Linked DNA regions of Mus musculus: all the other regions are linked to region 1. Evidence: chromatin contacts called from public Hi-C, HiChIP or PLAC-seq and promoter capture Hi-C data. All regions are on one chromosome and are shown on one strand. Each heading gives the region's core, a stretch centred on a gene start, on an enhancer-like site or on the middle of the called end of the contact. The rest is flanking DNA. Distances are from core to core; before and after follow the strand shown. Region 1 holds the start of Aspm (abnormal spindle microtubule assembly). Region 2 overlaps Ptprc (protein tyrosine phosphatase, receptor type, C). Region 3 overlaps Ptprc (protein tyrosine phosphatase, receptor type, C). Region 4 holds the start of Ptprc (protein tyrosine phosphatase, receptor type, C). Region 5 overlaps Kcnt2 (potassium channel, subfamily T, member 2).

Region 1 (2,605 bases), core at 43-2,542:
TTATAATCACAAAGAGAGATCATGTCTAAAAAACACAAAACAGCCCAACAACATGCTACCAGCTCATTACATCTCTGGTCAGCCAAGGAAACGTATAAAGGTGGTTAGTTCTGAACAGACATGTCAGATAGGAAGACTTGGTTTATATAAATATTTCTTGGCTAACTGGTAATGTGTGACAATCACTGTGGAACTTTCTGACATAGTGACACAATGTTGGTAAACCACACAAGTTACTAAAAAGAAATCACATTAACTGTACAGCATTGTTTGTAGGCACAAAATGAAAACTCAGCCTGGTCCCGTTTAAGAGAGTGTTTATTCAGAGGTCACATATGAAAGACCATGGCCAATGGACACAGATATAATTTATTCCAAGTTCGATGTTCCAAGGTCGTAACAAGTCAATGATGGTCTTGTTTTTGTTTTGTTGTTGTTTTTACAATACTTAGAGGCAACCGGACGTGGTAGTGCACGCCTTTAATCCCAGCACTTGGGAGGCAGAGGCAGGCGGATTTCTGAGTTCCAGGACAGCCTGGTCTACAGAGTGAGTTCCAGGACAGTCAGCGCTATACAGAGAAACCCTGTCTCGGGAAAAACAAAACAAAACAAAACAAAGCCAATTAGAGGCACTTTTCAAATACATAGGAGAAACATTAGACGTGTGCTAAGGCAATAGGGAACCCTGGTATAGCCTCAGATGCTGGCAGTACTCATTTTTGGTTGGTTGGAAACCAGTGCTGTATTTCTCCATACAACTATTTTACACAATGGTCACAAAGACATTAGGTAACTTAAGAAGGATAGCACGACATGGCTATTAAGACTAGCTAGTTGTGTTCCCCAGTAATTGTTTATAGTGCTTGGCCGCCAGCATTCTAACCCCTCCACCATCACTGATGTTCATATCACGCAGCCTTGCCTAGGAACCAGTTGAAGATGCCACTTCTTTCCAGGAACTTGTTCACAAGTTGCACTCAGCTATTCAGGACCGCATGCAGCCGTGGGTTGGACAGTTATGATACCCTTTTCTTCCCCGCAAAGTGTTTAAAACACCAAGGCTAATTTCCGTTCTAATTGACCGGCTCGTAGAGTCGGGGAAATTTGCTGCCCTGTTTTGTTTTTGCCCCAGGTAACCCTGACAACCCCACCATCGTTTAAACAAGGCGCCGCTTCCTCATTGGCCAGGCGCTTTCGTTCGCTCATTGGCTCTTTTTAGTGATGTGGGCGGGTTTCTCCTCGCTGGTTGGTGCTGTAGCGAGGAGGTTCCGGGAGCTCCCATTGGTGGAGGCGCGATATTTGAACCGAGCAAAAGCGGCTGGGCTACTTTCCCGGGAGTTTAGGGGATCTTTTTGGCTTTTTGATCTTTGTCCTTGTCCTGGTCGTTGGCTTCCGGGAAGCCGGCGGGAGCCGGACAGCGGGTACCTGACTGCCCGGTACGGGTGGCTGCCATGGCGACGATGCAGGCAGCCTCCTGCCCAGAGGAGAGGGGGCGGCGGGCGCGACCAGATCCTGAGGCCGGGGACCCGTCTCCGCCGGTGCTGTTGCTCAGCCACTTCTGCGGCGTTCCCTTCCTCTGCTTCGGGGATGTCCGCGTGGGCACGTCGCGGACGCGGTCTCTGGTCCTGCACAACCCGCACGAGGAACCTCTGCAGGTGGAGCTGTCGCTGCTGCGCGCCGCAGGCCAGGGCTTCAGCGTGGCGCCGAACCGCTGCGAGCTGAAGGTGGGTGCGAGGGGCACGTCCCCGTGGCGTCACCTTGGGATATAGTAAGAAACTCTGAGAAGATCTGAATCAGCTCCTAGTCTTCACGGTGGGGCTAGGAGATAATGGGACTCCGAGACCAAGTCGGTGTACTGTTTTGATCTTGGGACGCTCTCCTTGCAGGGTAGGGCAGGGATACAACAGGACCCCAAGACCTTGTCAGCTCCGGGACTTGACCAGGGATGGGAAAGTGGGTGGGGCTCCCTCTGCCTAGGCGAGGCTGGAAAAGAGCTAGACCCAACACCAAATCTACTCTCCTTCTTGACCCCGGGAACACCCTCTGCAGAAGTGGGACTACTAGAGAGGAAGACCCCAGCACCACGTCAACTCAGTTGACGGGCTTTGGTGTCTTGCAGTTTGGAAAAAGTGGGCAGTAACTCGCTTGGAATGATGATTAAAAGCGCGTGCACCTGCCATCCCTAGAAGCATTTCAGAGAGTTTCTGTTAAACAGATAAGCGTTTTAAATAGACGTTTGGCAGGCGTTGCAAAATATGTTTGAGTATCTAAAGATGATATACTTTAACATTTCCCTGTTTTGAGACAGGAGGAGTACATTGATGAAACTTTTCTAATTGCTTCTTTTCAGCCATTTTAATATGCATTTGTTTTTCTTATGTTTGGACTCAGTGGAACTACATTTCTATTGTGATAATGAAAAAAAAAACTATTTTGTTTAAATATCCAGTCCAAACCCTTACATGTGATGTGTAGGCAACCTTTGTATTTTACTCTTTTTTTTTTTTTTTCCTTTTGCTATTCTTGTAGTCTTAAGAGGTGTTTCATTCTGACTGGATTACTTTTCAATGAGTAGAATCTCTAAAGCTGTGGAAACAGTTAGCTG
Region 2 (2,605 bases), core at 71-2,570, 1.4 Mb before region 1:
AAAGATGCCTAAGTGCTTCAACTTATAATTTCCTTTTAACCATTTGTTGTTGTTGTTATATGAGACAAATACTGACTTTATCTCAGCACTAATTACATTTTATGGGTGGTTTATCTGGAGCATTGAAAGATTAAAAGAAATCCAAAAATGCATAAAATGAGTAATTTGGGGCCTTTATTTGAACTTCTGAGCTCTAATCCAAAGAGCCAGGTTCTTGCAGGTGTGGTGTTAGTCTAGCACTTTAGAGGCTAGGGCAGGATTTCTGCTGCAAATTTAAGACCATATGGACTGCTGACAGGGACTGACCATGTCTGGAAAGATAAAGAAAAGATACTCCCATCTTTTATTTTATCCTGTCTGCTCAGTGTTATGAAAAGTTGCCAATGCTATGTTCTTTCTCTTCGGGCTCAATCATGCAAATGACTTAATTGTTTAGAAACTATATTAAGTTCACCTTGCTTCCACTTATATACTTCTACAAGTACAAGGAGCTTCTGATGAAAATTAGCTCATTTTAGCTTACAAAAATTAAAACATCATCTTCTTTCACTATTTGAATCTGTAAATAATACGCATTTCTTTTAAGCTCCTCACTACTGCCCCAGAAGATTGAAATACCCAAACGACAGGTATCCTATTCACATAAACTAAGACTGTACCTCCACTTGCACCATCAGACACCTCTGTCGCCTTAGCTTGACAACATAACCATAGACATCCACTTTGCCCTCTGCTTCCAGGCCTTCCAGCATGGCATCAATTCCAATGTAGGTACCTGTACGCCCAACACCAGCACTAAGGGAACAAACAGAAAAGTAAGGTGTGAGGTATACCAGATGTCTCAGTGGGTGAAGGAACCTGAATGGCAAGACTGTTGACATGAACTTGATCCCTGAATTCCACTTAAAGGTGGAAGGAAAGAACTGAATTCATAATGCTCAATAAAGCTCTCCTCCATCCTAAAACCACCGCTACCACAAAGGCACAGATAACACACACACACACACACACACACACACACACATGCATTTAAAAAAAATAACAGAAAAAATGTGTGAGTCATGTTCACAAGGGAGAAGTGAAACAACCATCAAGAAGAAGCAATAGTACAATTTTATCTTAAAAATTCCATTTTTACTTTCAGGAGCTTGCTATTTAATTGACAAAACATGTCAGTTTATGCCCCCAGAAATGTATGGAATTATAAAATGTCAATTCATAAGACAACTATTTGAGAAATAAATATAAGTTCATCTTAGCAGATTGTTTACAAAATAGCACTAGCTAATAAAGATCTCCCTAACTGCCCAACCAAAGGGTTGGACACACTGACAGGCCTACTTGCCCTACAGAGTCTTTACCTGCAGTGCACCACAATGGGACCACTGAAGAAGTTGCTAAAAGCATTAACTCTCCGTCGAAGTTTGAGGAGCAGGTGAGGGTCTTCAGGAACCCCATGGTCTGGCCAGCTGGTGAATTGGATATGAGTCACTTCTCTTCCAGTTGCTTTTTCTTTTTTCTACTCAAGAGAGAAGGCATTCTTTGAGAAAGTTTCTTTCAAAACAAACTCAGTGAGGCAGATATATAAAACAGAAGACCTGTACAATAGGTTCCTTCTGTAAGTATCTCCAAACCCTTGCCTCAGACCCTCTCTACCTTGCTTTTCCAGAACTGAATTTCCTATCCCACTACTAACAGTTCATGAGAAGTCAGACTAAGAATCACATGCACTGACCAGTAAACCAGTAATGAGCGGATAAAGAAAGAGTTAATAAAGTAGAAACTCCTTGGACCTTCTGTGCTATGAAGTCAAAGTTTAAAAAACAAAAAACAAAACAAAAATAAAAAAAACCCTAAGACACGGAGAGCCATAATAGACGGAGTTTTGTATACTGAGTAAATTCCATCCACATAGCTCTTTAGAATTTATCTACTTGGTTTCCCAGCAAGCAGGACTATTTCCCACATGGAGAAGTATAATTAATTATTTAGTTTGTGTTCTGCTCTATAGATTCTCACCCAGAGAATTACCGCCTTTCAAAATATAACTAATAAGATAATATTTTCTTTTTAGCTTTCCAATAGACAACACATAAATTCATTAGAACAGATAGCTCAGAATAATCACAGTGAGTAGATAAGCATTGGCTTCTGTACAGTTCCCATATACATGCAATAGCATCCCTTGCCCAGCATGCATTTTTCTATTGGCTTTAGACAGGATTGTTCATCCCCAAAAGCAGAGCAGGGGGGGATGCCATCAGAGCAAAGAGGGCTTTAGGAGAAATACCCAGCAAATATGGCGTTTTGTTTTGTTTTGATTTGTTTTCCCGGGGAAAACGTGTATTAATAAAGTTCAGGTTACCGAGCCTCCAAAAGTAGGATTCAAAGAAATGTTTAACTCAGATAAAGTGTGGAAATTTCAATTGCATTACTAGGGTATACATGGTGAATCAAAAACTCCAGAATGGTACCTCATCACTATGTAATGGAAAAACATTTTGGCACTACAAAGTGAAAGTCTGAGCTCATCTCACTCCATATTCTGACACTCTGAGCCTAAGGCAACTCCTGATGTATGTTCTGTATTCATATGTTCTGTATT
Region 3 (2,605 bases), core at 51-2,550, 1.3 Mb before region 1:
GAAGCAGTTCCTCTTAGCTCTCTTCCAATCTAATCGTTGGGGAGCTACCCAAAGCAACTGGATTCAGAAGAATGAAACCTAATTTGTAAAAATGTCTAAAGGAAACTTGAAAAGACTTACAGATTGTAAGCAATGGTGGAGAAGGATAACGCCAGAAATTAATCATTAGGAGACTTTGGATTCCACGTGGAATAAAGCAAAGAAAGGAAAAGAAAAGAAAAGAAAAGAAAAGAAAAGAAAAGAAAAGAAAAGAAAAGAAAAGAGAATAGGAAAGGAAAGGAAAGGAAAGGGAAGGGAAGGGAAGGGAAGGGAAGGGAAGGGAAGGGAAGGGAAGGGAAGGAAAGGAAAGGAAAGGAAAGGAAAGGAAAGGAAAGGAAAGGAAAGGAAAGGAAAGGAAAGGAAAGGAAAAACTCTGGGTGAATCCGGTCTATGGGTCATGTCTGTAGCTCCATCACTCAAGAGCTGACTGCAAGTTCTAGGCAGCTTGAACTAAATCAGGAGCCCCTGTCTAGAAACAAATTGTCCTGCATGTGTAGATTCAAAAGATAAGCCAATCAATCAAATGAAGCCAAGGGAGAGTTCTATAAGCAAAACCTGAAAACAAAACTCACAAACTGAAGTGCAAGTGATCTGCTCTTATAAAACTATGAAAATGTGTTTGCCTTTTAATCAGAGACATGTGATGCTGAAATAAACTTGTTCTAACTTACTGTTCTAAAGGGCAGATGTGTCAGAAGGGAGTGAAAGATAATACTGTTCAGTGGGTGTGGATATGTAAGCTGTCTGCAAGGAGTTTGCACATGGGGTAAATCAAACACTTCTCTGTTTTCCTTTATTTAAAATGTTTTTATTTTTGTGAAAAGAGAAATAAATCAAATTTAGTTTTGTTTAATTACATATATAAATATATATAATCTATAATTTAGTTTTGTTTAATTACATATATATATATATATATATATATATATATATATATATATATATATATACACATATATATAAAATCTATCTGCATGTAACTTGATCGCCAGAAGAGGGCACCAAATCCCATTACAGATGGTTGTAAGCCACCATATGGTTTCTGGGAACTGAACTCACCTCTGGAATGGACTCAGGACACCTGTTCTCTTATCCACTGAGCCATCTCCAAAGTCCCCTAAATTTAGTTTTTAAAATCATCATGTTCTCTCTCTCGGATTATTAGGGATGTTATTTTTAATTGTCCCTTGCTTAATGTGTATTAACGTCTTTGAGTATTAAAATACGCAGTTTTTGAAGATTCACTTCCTCAAAACTAGTTGCACTTTAACAAATAAAGACTAAAACAACCTTTGCAAATTGAACTAGAGGTAAGACATACCTCTCATATTCAGGACCACTCTTCTAACCTAATTGTCCCTCACCCACTATGCATTGAATTAAAAGGAAGACCAAATTTTTTAAAAAGGAAGGAGGAAGTGGGAAACAGAAAAGCAGAGAGGGAGAGAAGAGAGGTGGAAGGAGGGATTTTTAAATCTGGTGCACATAGTGTTAACTCAGCGCCCTTTTACAGATGACAATTTATTTTTTGGTTAGATCAACTAATTGGAAAGGTTGCAATGGTCTCCTGGCCTGAGAGAATATTGCAGCAAGTTGTCCATCAAACACACTGACACTCCCTTGGAGTAAACCAACTACAAAAGGCTTTTGGATTTTAAACCCTCAATGTTAAAAACCCAAGCTGCTTTGAAGAGTGTGGTTCCTCAAGACATTTTCCAGCAAAGCAAATTCAGTCCTTGGTGTATGAAGATGTCTTCAGAGAAGTCTCTCGTGTTAATATCTTCGCAGACACTTAAGTTCAAGTCTCAGCAGTAAAATCTATGACTGCAAATTTGCCAATTCTCTAGTGTCCCTGAATCCTCATTTTGAACATTCTGAGTTTTTCACTGATTATCTTCTATTGGTGATATTTGGGGACACTGCTCCTCTTTGTATTATAGGCCACAATTCTAACTTAACTTTCAACAAGGTAAGAGAATAAGCTATCATTCCATCCCATCACCTTCCTCTCCTGCAACAATGTCTCGTCTACGTGAGCTGAGAGTAGCTTAATATTTTGTAAAGGAAAATGTCAAATTTCACTTAAGAAATTGGCATAAACCAATCACAACCTGCTCTGCAGCAAGTGTTTTATCAAATGTCTCTGCCACACACTAAAACTATACAATTCCAATATTAGACATTGAAAAAATAAAAGAATGTGGTTTTTTTTAAAGGCTCAGGAGTGGGATTTGTAAGTATCTGCATAGTGTTGCATTTAATGACAAATAATTCCTAGGATAATCAACTTTTAGCATTTCAGATTTGCTCCCCTTGAAATGTGCATTTAAGTTATTAAAACACTCATGTTTTACGGTCTCACTTACCTTCTTAAGACATACTGTCAGTCACATGATTAACCAGGAAACAAGCATTTACAGCAACAGAAACATGCAAGGGATCTAACTTCCCTTTACCCACCTGCAGGTCACTTCCTCTGTGTGTTTAGGCTTTAGAGAATTTTAACATCTATATTTGGTCATTAAAGAATTTTTAACACACTGGCAGCATGAGCACTATTTACATT
Region 4 (2,605 bases), core at 35-2,534, 1.3 Mb before region 1:
TTTAAAATCATCTTATGCCAGATAAACCTCATCCAAGCAAATTCGCAACTTACCTAACTGGATTTTCTTTTGAAAAAAAAATCCATCTTTCCAATTAAAAAGCAAAACAAACTTATTGTGATAACATCAACAAACAAGTATCTGAGGCTGCATTTCTTTTCCAGGCCCTCAGACAACACAGAGCAGACGTTAGCCGGCTTAGTACCAGGGATTTCTTTGGAAACGAGAGGAGTGAACATCAGGAAAAAAATAAAATTGAATTCTGATACAATTAACTATTTTCCCCATTTAAAAGTATCTTAGATTAAACACTACAAGGAGAAATGCCATCTAGCTGTAACTTGATAATCAACTCATGTCTCAAAGAGAAACTACTCCAGAAATAATTATTGACCAGACCAGATATGTAAGAAGGACTGAACCTTCAGTAAGCAGTGCCTGCCTGGTCACCCTGTCCTGAAGGACACAGCATTTGTAGGAATTTTATGAACTGTAACACACGTCTACCTTTTCAAGGCTGTACTCTGTACCCATCACCCAGGAAGGGCGGTGGCTCTACCAGAATTTCCACAGCAGAATTCATAGGAAGCATTATCTCAGAACTAAAATGATTAATTCAAAACACATTCGATGGTAAGACAACACGGAGAGTTTTTAAAGCACCTAATGTGCTCTTCAGCCTTTCTGTAGCTGAGCATTCAAAACCCTATTTTAATAATCATTAACATTTGAGGAAACAACCCTTTGTCTGAAGAGACTGGCTTACACACAAGCAAAGCTGTCTCGTGATTTTAAACCTTTCATATTTTGATCAAAAGCATTAAAAGCTGACTTAATTAACAATTCCTCTAACCATAGCAGATGCAGGTTGGATCAATTGCTTTAGCTACATTCCTGAACAGTTTCCAAATAAAGAGAGACAAAGAGAGTCAACTTTCCTATTAAAGTGTGATCTTTCCCCGAAACATTTATGTATTTTGAACAGAAGCAGTGTATGCTGCCCTCCACTAGGCCTTGTTTCTCTGAACAACGGCAAACTTGAACATGGAGTAACGAATCTTCTTACTTTCAATATCCATCACACGCAACTTTTAAAAATAGCCATTTCAACCTAGCCTTTGCCACAAAATCAACAAAATACAAGGAAGTAAAAATGAATATGGGTGTGCTTACCTGTGACAAAGACTTCTGTGTCCAGAAGGGCAAATCCAAAGGCCAGAAGTTTGAGCCACAAACCCATGGTCATATCTGGAGATCAGCTGTGCCCCTAAGAAATAGGGTCTCCCTGAAAGGCAAAATAATGGTTATCTCTCTTGAAGTTTGTCTCTGTAAAGCTAAGTCAAAACTAAAAGAAAAGAACGCATACTTTGCACTCTGTCTTATCAGATGGGGAGCAAGTTTCCTACTCTCTTACCCTAAGAACAAACCACTTGCTAGCTACATGCACTGCTAAATGGTGATGTCAGATTCGGTTTTACTAACTTCTCCAAAAATACTGTAAAGGGTCCTCTTTGCAGGAAGTTAAAAAAAAAAAAAAAAAGGTCGTTCAAAGTCAGTGCAATGGCTTCTTACTTCCTTAATTCAAGTAATTATGCTGTTAGCGGTTCGTCTCAATTTTCCTCTAAAGGAAAACAGTTTTAAACTATATAAATATTGCTCCTTTTTAATATCTTTTTAAGGAAGCTTTATTCAAAAACAATACATCCCTCCCAAGTCATCAATAATTTTCTTACCCAAGATATGACAAGCTTCCACATGAGTATAACAACATAGGGGTTGGCAAGATAACACAGTGACTAAGCTGGTACGAGGCTCTGAAGTTCGTTGAAGACGACCAAGTGACCCAAACCAACTGTCTTTCTGCTTATGTCTGCCAACTCCTGTTATTTACCATAAGGAGCTCAGACTCAAATGGTATGCCTATTTCCTCGGTGATGTGGCTTTCCTATGCAAAACTACCTTCACTGGCTTTAAAGAGCCTCCCAATTTGTTTTTCAGGGCTGCTGGTGGTGGTTTCATTGAGTTTTATGCAGGTATCTCCTTGAGTGGTGGAGTGAGACTCTCCTCTGTGCATCAGTGAATTCTGCTTCAAGACAGGAGTGCCCCTACATTTGGGGTTGCTCTGTGCTATTTACCAATGAAAGAAGAGCAATGAAAACCAAGCCTTGTCTTTTACAAAGTTAACTTGTTTCTTTTGATCATAGTATTTCCCCACCCCACCACACACATCCCTGATCAATTTCACATGTATATTGAATTTGCATTATTTCCCCCCACTCTCTCTTTTCCCCAGAACCCTCCTATGTCCAAATACACAGATTCATCCCTAATTCATACCATTTATTCTTTAACTTTTATTGCTACACACACACCTACAAATAAACGCATCCCTACACACACATACACTCATACACACACACCCCTACACATGTATACACACACTCACACACACACACACACACACACACACACCTGAAGGTATAACCTACTGAGTTTGTTTAGTGGTGTATGTGTGTGTGTGTGTGTGTGTGTAGATGTGTAGATGTGTAGGTGTGTGTGTATGTGTCTGTGTTTGTCTGTGTGTACATAGGGTTGACTACCTGGT
Region 5 (2,605 bases), core at 69-2,568, 1.1 Mb after region 1:
ACACACACACACACACACACACACACACACACACACACACAGTGAGTATATGAAGCAAAAGACAGAGTCCAATAACATTATACATATAAACATATGTATACATGCATGCATACATATGTACATACATACATGCATACATACTTTCATACACACATGCATATATACTTATATACAGACATATACACATTTACAGATAGAATGGTTAGAGAAAATCTCCAGCAAGCAGGCTTCAAGCATTACATACACATATATACACATGTGTGTATGTATATGTGTGTGTACACGCACACACACACATGCAATTGTGGATGGCTCAAGCTTCAATATACATACAGTCAGGATGTATAAACATGCATATATACACAGAGTTGATGGATAGCACACTTTGTTTTTTCTCCCATAGCTTATATATTCCATAAAAATCTTCCAATCAATGTAAAATTACAGTGTGATTGCATTTTTGATTTCTTTTACTCAATGATTATTTAAAAATGTGTTTCCCAATATCTTTATAAGAAATAACATTATACGTAGTACAGGTAGAGAAAACAATTTATAAAAAAAAATCCATGTACATTTGTAACTAAGCAATTTGTTATAGATTAATAAACTATAAGCAAATAACTCAGCCAGTTTCTCTTACTAGTAGACAGCAAGGAGTAATTATTTTATTATTTATCTTTAAAATTAATCCTGTAAGAATCTTAAAGGAATCACAAATATAAACTTTTATATAAAAATCAGTAATACCTACTGTAAAATCCTTAGAATGATTATCTACTCATCAGCAATTCTCATTAAATCATATCGGGAAGCTGAGGGCAAAAACTGGATATAAGAAACTAATCACCGACAGCCCGGCCTCAGTGAATCATGTTAGCCAGTGCTACCATTGTTCTTGTTCCCTGACCATAAAGTTCCCTAGCTTAACTAATAACAGTGTGACTTTCAGAACATCAATTTGTTTCCTAAGATTTTTTTTTTTTTTGCTAGAGCCAGTAGTAAAAACACCTATAACTAGCTTTACTAAGAATTTTCTTTATCTAAATGTTTTCTAAGGCTGATGGTCATTGCTTGACAATCTACACATCTAAGTTCTTCTCTAGGATTGTACCCTAGCAGCAACGCCTGAAAGAGATCAAGCTATATTATTGTGAGTGCGAGAGTTACTGCCCATAAGGGAATGGAAACCCCCTTAAAGTTTTCATATCTTTCTTAGATTAATAGGGATGTGAGGGCAGAAAGCAGATCAGAACTCCAAGTCACATAGTCCTTGGGGTTGTGCCATGACAAGGCTCACCAATGTGGGTGTGGTTACTTGTTGGCCTCATTCCATAGGTTCTAAAGCCATTTGTCACTCCACAGGCATTGCCCTCAGCATTAAGTCAGGCATAGATTGTTCCAAAGCCAGAAGAGGAGACTGCACAGAAGAAAAAGATATCCCAGAAGAAACTGAAGAAACAAAAACTCATGGCCTGGGAATAAATTCAGCATAAAATAAATGCAGATAAAGTTAAAAAAAAAAAGAATCTTTGCTACATCACATGGCAATCCATTTCTGTTGATGGCTGTGAAACAAATAGTCATTGTGAAGCCATGCAGTCCTCAGTCTTATGATTGTATTGCATCAACGACACAAGGCACATATAACCACATATAACCACACATCATGGGATTATAAACATGCCCCACCACACTAGGAATGACTTCATTTGATTCTACAAATTTCCCCCTTGTATCTATCTATCTATCTATCTATCTATCTATCTATCTATCTACTTAATAATAGTACAATTAATTAATAATATATTAATTATATATTAAGTCATATAATTATTTAAATTAATACAATATATAGACACATATGTATGTATATATGTGTGTACATATACATATGCATATGCATATACATATACATATACATATACATATAGGAAGACATAGTCATTTCTTGTTAACCGTTTGGTCTGTGGTCTTAATTTCCCTCCTTTGTTGGGATGAAATAGTTCAGAAAATAGGTGATAGATGTCAAGAAGTTTGTATTTCCCCCCAAAACCCCTTATGACCAAATGCAAGCAAAATTTGTAAGAGGAAGTTGGCTATTCCACCAAGCACACCTGGGATTCTTTTTAGTTTCACTTTTTTTTGTCTTGTAGCTCATGTCCTAGCATCTGAGAGAACTAGAACAGATCAAGAGAATTCAGGTTCTCTAAGGTTTAGGAGTTACACTCTGATAACCTGTCTACAGAAAACATTTACAAAGTGTTTTATAAGCAGAACTTAAAATACAGTCAGCAAGAGCAAATGCTTTTAAAAAGAAGTTTGAAAAATAAGTACTTGTAAGAATGCTTCAGGAGCTTTAATTAGCTTACTCTTCTTACATGTACCATCTTTAAGATTTATCCCACCTCTGCCCCTGGGCCACAGTCTTTTGTGATTTACTTAGGCCTTCGTGATAAGTGCCTTTTTTTTTTTTTTTTTTTTTTTTGTTATGGTTTTTGTTTGGTTGGTTTTTTTGAGACAGGGTTTCTCTGTGTAACCCTGGCTGTCCTGGAACTCACTTTGTAGACCAGGCTGGCCTTGAACTAAGAACTCAGAAATCCGC

Evidence for each region. Promoter capture Hi-C pulls out the DNA fragments that hold promoters and counts their contacts. Hi-C and Micro-C count contacts between places; a contact is called where the count stands out from the background. HiChIP or PLAC-seq counts read pairs in DNA pulled down with a chosen protein or histone mark.
Region 2: an H3K4me3 HiChIP or PLAC-seq map of bone marrow-derived macrophages shows a contact between it and region 1, with 5 times the contacts expected there. The contact joins the enhancer-like site here to the promoter of Aspm in region 1. A contact is called at or near these places in 3 of 39 promoter capture datasets (the C10 cell line, hippocampal neurons and pre-B cells), 1 of 484 Hi-C or Micro-C datasets (CD4 T cells) and 2 of 115 datasets of contacts at active chromatin or transcription factors (bone marrow-derived macrophages and large pre-B cells).
Region 3: a contact with region 1 is called in a promoter capture Hi-C map of pre-B cells, with 2.5 times the contacts expected there. The contact joins the enhancer-like site here to the promoter of Aspm in region 1. A contact is called at or near these places in 4 of 39 promoter capture datasets (the C10 cell line, hippocampal neurons, maxillary cranial neural crest and 1 more) and 2 of 115 datasets of contacts at active chromatin or transcription factors (large pre-B cells and pro-B cells).
Region 4: a Hi-C map of B cells shows a contact between it and region 1, with 7 read pairs. The contact joins the promoter of Ptprc here to the promoter of Aspm in region 1. A contact is called at or near these places in 2 of 39 promoter capture datasets (the HPC-7 cell line and pre-B cells), 1 of 484 Hi-C or Micro-C datasets (B cells) and 1 of 115 datasets of contacts at active chromatin or transcription factors (large pre-B cells).
Region 5: a Hi-C map of uterus shows a contact between it and region 1, with 4 times the contacts expected there. The contact joins the enhancer-like site here to the promoter of Aspm in region 1. A contact is called at or near these places in 8 of 39 promoter capture datasets (embryonic stem cells, frontonasal cranial neural crest, hippocampal neurons and 4 more), 3 of 484 Hi-C or Micro-C datasets (cerebral cortex, cortical neurons and uterus) and 3 of 115 datasets of contacts at active chromatin or transcription factors (the 230-238 cell line, large pre-B cells and stem cell-derived neural progenitor cells).

What each region holds. Positions count from the first base shown.
Region 1 is chr1:139,453,481-139,456,085 of GRCm38.p6, forward strand. Aspm (abnormal spindle microtubule assembly) reads left to right here and starts at 1,293. Exons shown (of 28, transcript NM_009791.4): 1 at 1,293-1,724. The coding sequence starts at 1,452.
Region 2 is chr1:138,079,476-138,082,080 of GRCm38.p6, forward strand. Ptprc (protein tyrosine phosphatase, receptor type, C) reads right to left here. Exons shown (of 32, transcript NM_001111316.2): 23 at 1,362-1,519; 24 at 660-795. Among named protein-coding and RNA genes, the nearest start is that of Gm34353, 87 kb to the left of the region's middle. Within about 2 kb of position 1,321, at least 3 of the 459 cell types and tissues checked have an H3K27ac peak or open chromatin away from gene starts, as enhancers often do. A contact at or near this core is called in bone marrow-derived macrophages, where this site is marked.
Region 3 is chr1:138,123,016-138,125,620 of GRCm38.p6, forward strand. All of the region lies in intron 2 of Ptprc (protein tyrosine phosphatase, receptor type, C), which reads right to left. Among named protein-coding and RNA genes, the nearest start is that of Ptprc, 51 kb to the right of the region's middle. Within about 2 kb of position 1,301, at least 23 of the 459 cell types and tissues checked have an H3K27ac peak or open chromatin away from gene starts, as enhancers often do. A contact at or near this core is called in pre-B cells and pro-B cells, where this site is marked.
Region 4 is chr1:138,173,842-138,176,446 of GRCm38.p6, forward strand. Ptprc (protein tyrosine phosphatase, receptor type, C) reads right to left here and starts at 1,285. Exons shown (of 32, transcript NM_001111316.2): 1 at 1,174-1,285. The coding sequence starts at 1,246.
Region 5 is chr1:140,538,948-140,541,552 of GRCm38.p6, forward strand. The region is part of intron 21 of Kcnt2 (potassium channel, subfamily T, member 2); the gene reads left to right. Among named protein-coding and RNA genes, the nearest start is that of 4930590L20Rik, 120 kb to the right of the region's middle. Within about 2 kb of position 1,319, at least 1 of the 459 cell types and tissues checked has an H3K27ac peak or open chromatin away from gene starts, as enhancers often do. A contact at or near this core is called in uterus, where this site is marked.